Regions from separate parts of the Bos taurus genome. Here region 1 is linked to region 2. Evidence: chromatin contacts called from public Hi-C data. All regions are on one chromosome and are shown on one strand. Each heading gives the region's core, a stretch centred on a gene start, on an enhancer-like site or on the middle of the called end of the contact. The rest is flanking DNA. Distances are from core to core; before and after follow the strand shown.

Region 1 (2,906 bases), core at 266-2,765, 150 kb after region 2:
TCTGCTTGGCAGGTGGATTTGGAAACCCTGTAAATATTATTATTATTATTATTAGATGTTATCTTTGTTATTAAATGGCTTCATCTATTTTGCACCCTAAAGCATCCTTGTTACTCAGAACAGTCCCTGGAACTCTGTAGATACTTTTTATATATTTGCAGAATCAATGAATGAATGAGTGATGGAATCCCTCTGTTTGTCCTCATTCTAGTGTTGCAGTGCCCTTCCAGTAAGGGTGGGGTGGGTGACAGGGTGTTAGGGCCTAAATCAGAAACTTAGAAGTTCGTAGGCCTACTCCATAAGTATTTTTCTAGGAAAAAAGTGTCTAAAACGTGTCTACAAACAAAGTTCTGGTAACTCAGGTCAAAGGTAAATTGGGAGGGAAAATCTGTATGGCACATGTACTAGGAATAACCTCCTTTGTCTTGTTTTAGTAGATACTTTCAAATTTCCTTCTCTAGGAACTTTGACTAGAGTGCAAGTTGCAAGTTAATTTGAATTTCACGTTTTGTCCGCATTCTTATAGAGAGTAAAAAGACTTCAGAACACTGCAAAGTGTTCATATAACCAACAAAAGGAGTGTTTTGCAGCTGCACAGACCTGGATTCAAATCAGGATACCTGTTCTATAATCACGGATTGTACTTGGCCCGAGTCTTATTTTTCTTATCTATAAAATGGGGATAGCTTACTTTCTTCATAAGACTGTGTTGGGAAAGCATTTAATTGTGCATTTTGAAACCACTTCAGCTCTATACAAATATCAGTTACTACTGGATCTCCACATTGGTTTCTTGATAGAGTTTCAGGAAAATATCTGTGAAAGGGTGGGAGATACCTCATCTAATCTCAACGCTCTTTGAGATCCGGAGTGTTTGGGCTTTCCCGTCCAACAGCTAGTCAGGGGCCAAGCCTTGAGGACGCTGGGTGGGCGATCAGTGCTTGATCAGACTAGGACCGAAGGGTCCGGGCTAAACTCCCTGCTTTATTTCTTTCATGTCAAAAGTCACAATCTACAAACCCTGATAAGGACTCAAGAGATGTAAGCCAGAAAGACGATGAGTGAAAACGAGACGCTGAGAGAGGGTCTGTGTCTGTTGTCTTGGGAGGAACATTAGAGCCAGAGAGGGAGGGTGTGCCGGAGGGAGTTCGCGTCTGAAAAAGGGTAAGGGGAACGGAACGCAGGAACTCCACGCCCCGAGTGAAAGTGAGGCCCAGTGAAAGGGGCCAGCCAGAGGAATTTCGGTTCCCGCCCTACGACTCCCGGCTTTGACTACAGTTCCGCCCGCAGAAGCCCTGGGCCCCTTGCCCCGCCCCTAGGGGTTAATCGGATCATACCATTATGCCATCCTAGGGGCGGATCTGAAACGTGCGCTAGTCTTGCAAAGCAAATATTTCTTTGTCAGAAAAAACAGGATTATCTATATGATCTGAACAGTTCTTAGTTAATACATTTCCTTTCTGCCTGCTAGGATCCTCTATATTCCCTGAAGAGTGCCAGGAGTCCGGCCATGTTTCCCCCTTTCCTTTCCGTAGTTGGTACGTTCCCCTGGGAGACGTAGGCGGGGAGGCGTACATAAACCTCGACGCAGGAGGCGGGGCTGCTCAGTCCTCGAGGCGTCGGTGCTCTGTAGTGTTGGAATCTTGTTGCTTGTCGGCCTGTGCGCGCGTGCGCGGACATGGCCTCAAACGGTATGTAAGGGCGCGAGGCGGTGGTGGCGCGCCGGCCCCGGATCTCATTCCCTCCCAGTCCGGCTTTTGTTTTTCGGTGGGACCCGAGCGGCTGTAGAGTGCAGGATCGTTTCCTCGCACCACTGGCTGGAAGCAGCGGAGAGGGGTGGAAGGGGGAGGCCGATGTCGCCATTTTGTTTTGCTCCTCTGGCGCCTCGCGTGGGGCGGGAGGTCGTCCCTTCGTTGCCCCCTTCCTTGAGGTGAGGGTTGGGAGGGACGCAGCTTAGTGATTGGGAATGGGAGGCACGGATGGAAATGCTCGGTCTCCGTACCCTCTTCTCCCCCTCGTCCCCAGCCCCGCGCTCGGGCCCGCTTTGTCGCAGTGCTGCATCCGGGCACTCGGAGGAGCGCGCACGCGCTCTGCTAGCCCCTCCTCCCCTTTCTGGCGGCGCGAACCGCCCCCCCCCTCCGGTCTCCTGTCGGCCCTGCTTTTTGTCGCGAGACCCTCGGCTGGAGGCTCCGCGGCGCGCGTCCGGTGTGGGCCGCGCCCCCGGGGTCCTTCGGGAAGGGGCGGGACCGCCTCGTTCCCGCCTCGCTTGCCACGCGGCCGGAGGCGGAGGCTCGGGGTCTGGGCCGCGCGCCCGCTTAACGGCTGGGGGTAGGGGGCTGGGGAGTGGTCCAACGGTCTTGAGGACTGGGCCCGGGGCCTATCCCGCCTAATTTCCTCTTACAGAGGTGGGAACTGAAAAGAACGGCCGCCTGAGGCCACACCCTCTCTCGGTGCTTTGGCTCTTTCCTGCGGGGGAAGCGCCTCGTTTCCTGTATCGAGGAGATGAGCCGATCAGGCCCGTGCGTCTTCCATGTGGCGCTTTAAAAAGCACTTTCGCTTCTTTGGATTCGCCTAGTCTTCCCGCAGCCCCGAGTTAGGCAAGAGGGACAGGAAAACGCACTCATTTGGGAGCCACAGGGCTGGGGGCTTGAGTGCCAGCCAACGTGCTGATCAGAATGCTCTCTTCCCTTGGTTAGCTGGCTTTGCACCAAAAGTTCCCATTTCCAGGCTCCAAGATTGGGCAAAGGGTGAAGCGTGGCCCTTTGTAAGACATTCTTGTTTCGATTGAGAAAGCGGAGGCTCCCTTCGGCACAATTCTGCCTCTGGCTTGAATTAAAAACCTGTCCTGCTGAAACAGCTGTGTGATTTCAGCCTAACTCTTGGCGGTGTCTTCCTCCTCGAGGGGG
Region 2 (2,700 bases), core at 28-2,527:
CAAGATCCCGTGTCTGTGCGGCACGGAGAGCTGCCGCGGCTCCCTCAACTGAGGTGGGGCAGGACTGGTGCCCTCACCCCTATTTATTCCCCCTCGCCGCCCTGAGCTCCCAGCGCTCCCAGCCTTAGTGGGCTCAGTGGGGCCCACCTGCCCCTCTTGGAATGTGGGCTTGGGGGCCCTGAGCCCAGCGAGGGGGCCTGAGTCCCTTGAGGCACCTTCTGCGGGACCCCTCTTGCCCCTGCCCTCCCTCCCATCCCCCCCAATTTTTTTTTCTTTGCGGAGAAGAAGCTGTAAATGTTTTGTAGCTGCCAGCAGCTGTTTCCTGTGGAAACCTGGGGTGCCGGCCTGTACAGATCCTGTTCTTGGGGGGCCTCCCAGCCCCCATGCTTTGTGTTAATGGGGACTCCCCCTCTGTGCCCTGCGTGCACCCCTCCCCAGTTTAGGGGTCTCTGGGGGCAGTGGCCATGTTCTCCCCCTGGAGGGGGCGCTGCGCCCCCAGTCCTGGGGACTCCGTGCCTGGAACCCTGCCTCATCTGTTCCTGCCAGACCCGTGGGTCACCCTCCCACCTGGTGTCTGGAAGCTCTGGCTTTGCCAGGCCAGGATGGTGGGGGGCAGGCCCTTCCTGTTGGGCTGGACTGTACATATGTTAATAGTGCAAACCTGACGCCACATTTTTATAATTGTGATTAAACTTTATTGTACAAAAGTGCTTGGTCAGTATCTTTGGGAAGGAGTAGGGTGGGATGGGGATTGAGGACAGAGGGTGGGACAAACGAAGATGGTGGGGGAACAGGTGGCCTGCAGTTTGACGTGGGTAGAGGGGCTTTGGGGCCAGAGCCTAGACCTGCAGACTCAGCCCCCATCACTTTGGGCCACCTGATAGGCTGGACCAACCATCCAGAAATCCCCGCCAAGGCCAGCCAGAGCCAGGCCAAGGTCAGGCCTCCCTTCCCTTCCCAGAACCACAGCTGCTGCTGGGCTCCGGGTCTCCTGGGAGGTCCACCAAGAGGGAAACACTGATGTCATGCACTGGAGTGAGGTCACCCTGCCTGCCCTGTTCTGCAGCGGCCAAAACCCCTACTCAGCACCCACCCAGCAGGTTCTGTTTCCCCATCCCCATTCCACAAGCTCTCTGCTGGAACCAGAAGCCCATGCAGCACAGAGTGGCCACCAGAGGGTGCCCTGTGGCAAGGCTGGAGGGCGGAGAGGTGGAGGCTGGGCTGGTCTCTGTTCCTGGAATGGGCCAGGAGGGAGGAGGAGCAAGCGGAAGGGGACCGTGTGGCGCTGGCCCAGGAGACACAGAAGACCGCCTCGGTGCCTAGTTGGGCGCCCTAGGACTCTGGCTGCAGGTAGGTCCCTTCCCCCAGCTCCGCCCTTCCCGCCTTCCTCTACCCGCTGCCCCAGCTCCCTGCCAACCACCCTTCATTTTTGGCCCCTGAACTTCTCCCTCCCTCAAACCCTGACCCCTTCCTCCATGCCAAGCCTGCCCCCTTATCTCGGGAACTGCAGCTGGTAGGGTCAGAGGGCAGGTAGCCTGGCCACTTGCACTCACAGCCACAGCCTCCAGAAAACGCTCCGGCCCCTGGATCATTGCTCCGGTTGACTGAGTCAGAGGCCCCTTCTAGGAGGAAAGGGGCAGCCCGTGCTGGGGCAGTCGGCGGCAGGCCACCCAGGTGAGGCAGGGTGTCTTTCCCCAGCCAGGTATGGCCGACTCTGCCGAAACCCAGGAACTGGTATACCTGGTCACAGGTGGCTGTGGCTTCCTGGGGGAACATGTAGTCCGAATGCTGCTGCAGCGGGAACCCCGGCTCCGTGAGCTGCGCATCTTTGACCTACACCTGGGTCCTTGGCTGGAGGAGCTGAAGACAGGTGACTGGGGGGAGAGATGGGGGAGGGACAGCAGAGGGTGGGGAGGGTGTGGACTCCTTTCCGAGTGGCGGAAAAGATGATGCCTGTTATGTCTCTCCGGGGGAAGCAGATAGGATGAATGAGTCATTAGGAAAATGTGGCTCCTGAGGGTGTGGGCCAAGCCCAGCAGCTGGCTGATGGTCTCAGCTCTGACATTGCCTCCGCCCGCCCCTACCCGCTCCCAGGGCCCGTGCAGGTGACGGCCATCCAGGGGGATGTGACCCAGGCCCACGAGGTGGCAGCGGCCGTGGCCGGAGCCCACGTGGTCATCCACACAGCTGGGCTGGTGGACGTGTTTGGGAAAACCAGTCCTGAGACCATCCACGAGGTCAACGTCCAGGGTAAGCTGCTCCCTACCTGTTCTGACCGTGTCCTTAGTACTCCCTGGCCCGTGGCCTGATCTTGGCTGTTTGTTCCCTGCTCCCTTTTTGACCCTGACCTCTGATCACCCTGTGACAATCTGTCCCTTCTGCCCCTGTGGTGGCAGGCCGGTCCTCACTGAACTCTGTGGTTCTCCCCAGGCCTGGGGAAGGCGGGCACGTATCCTCGTCCAGTGTTGGGATGGGGAGGAAGCTTCAGTTTGGACACACAGCCCCCTACCTCCCTCAGGCACACAGAATGTGATCGAGGCTTGTGTGCAGACTGGAACACGCTTCCTGATCTACACAAGCAGCATGGAAGTCGTGGGGCCCAACATCAAAGGCCAGCCCTTCTACAGGTGAGCTGAGGCCCCCCGTCCTCCCAGGGCCCCACCTCCCTCAGCACTAAGAACGTTCCCTCTCCCCCTACTA

Evidence for each region. Hi-C and Micro-C count contacts between places; a contact is called where the count stands out from the background.
Region 1: a Hi-C map of liver shows a contact between it and region 2, with 3 times the contacts expected there. The contact joins the promoter of PRSS36 here to the promoter of HSD3B7 in region 2. A contact is called at or near these places in 2 of 11 Hi-C or Micro-C datasets (liver and skeletal muscle).

Annotation. Positions count from the first base shown.
Region 1 is chr25:27,266,003-27,268,908 of ARS-UCD2.0, forward strand. PRSS36 (serine protease 36) reads right to left here and starts at 1,516. Exons shown (of 18, transcript XM_059881689.1): 1 at 1,338-1,516; 2 at 1-27. It overlaps FUS (FUS RNA binding protein), which reads left to right and starts at 1,623. Exons shown (of 15, transcript NM_173912.2): 1 at 1,623-1,691. The coding sequence starts at 1,679.
Region 2 is chr25:27,118,047-27,120,746 of ARS-UCD2.0, forward strand. HSD3B7 (hydroxy-delta-5-steroid dehydrogenase, 3 beta- and steroid delta-isomerase 7) reads left to right here and starts at 1,278. Exons shown (of 7, transcript NM_001034696.1): 1 at 1,278-1,350; 2 at 1,699-1,870; 3 at 2,095-2,250; 4 at 2,519-2,627. The coding sequence starts at 1,705. SETD1A (SET domain containing 1A, histone lysine methyltransferase) reads left to right here. Exons shown (of 18, transcript NM_001205433.3): 18 at 1-707. The coding sequence ends at 52.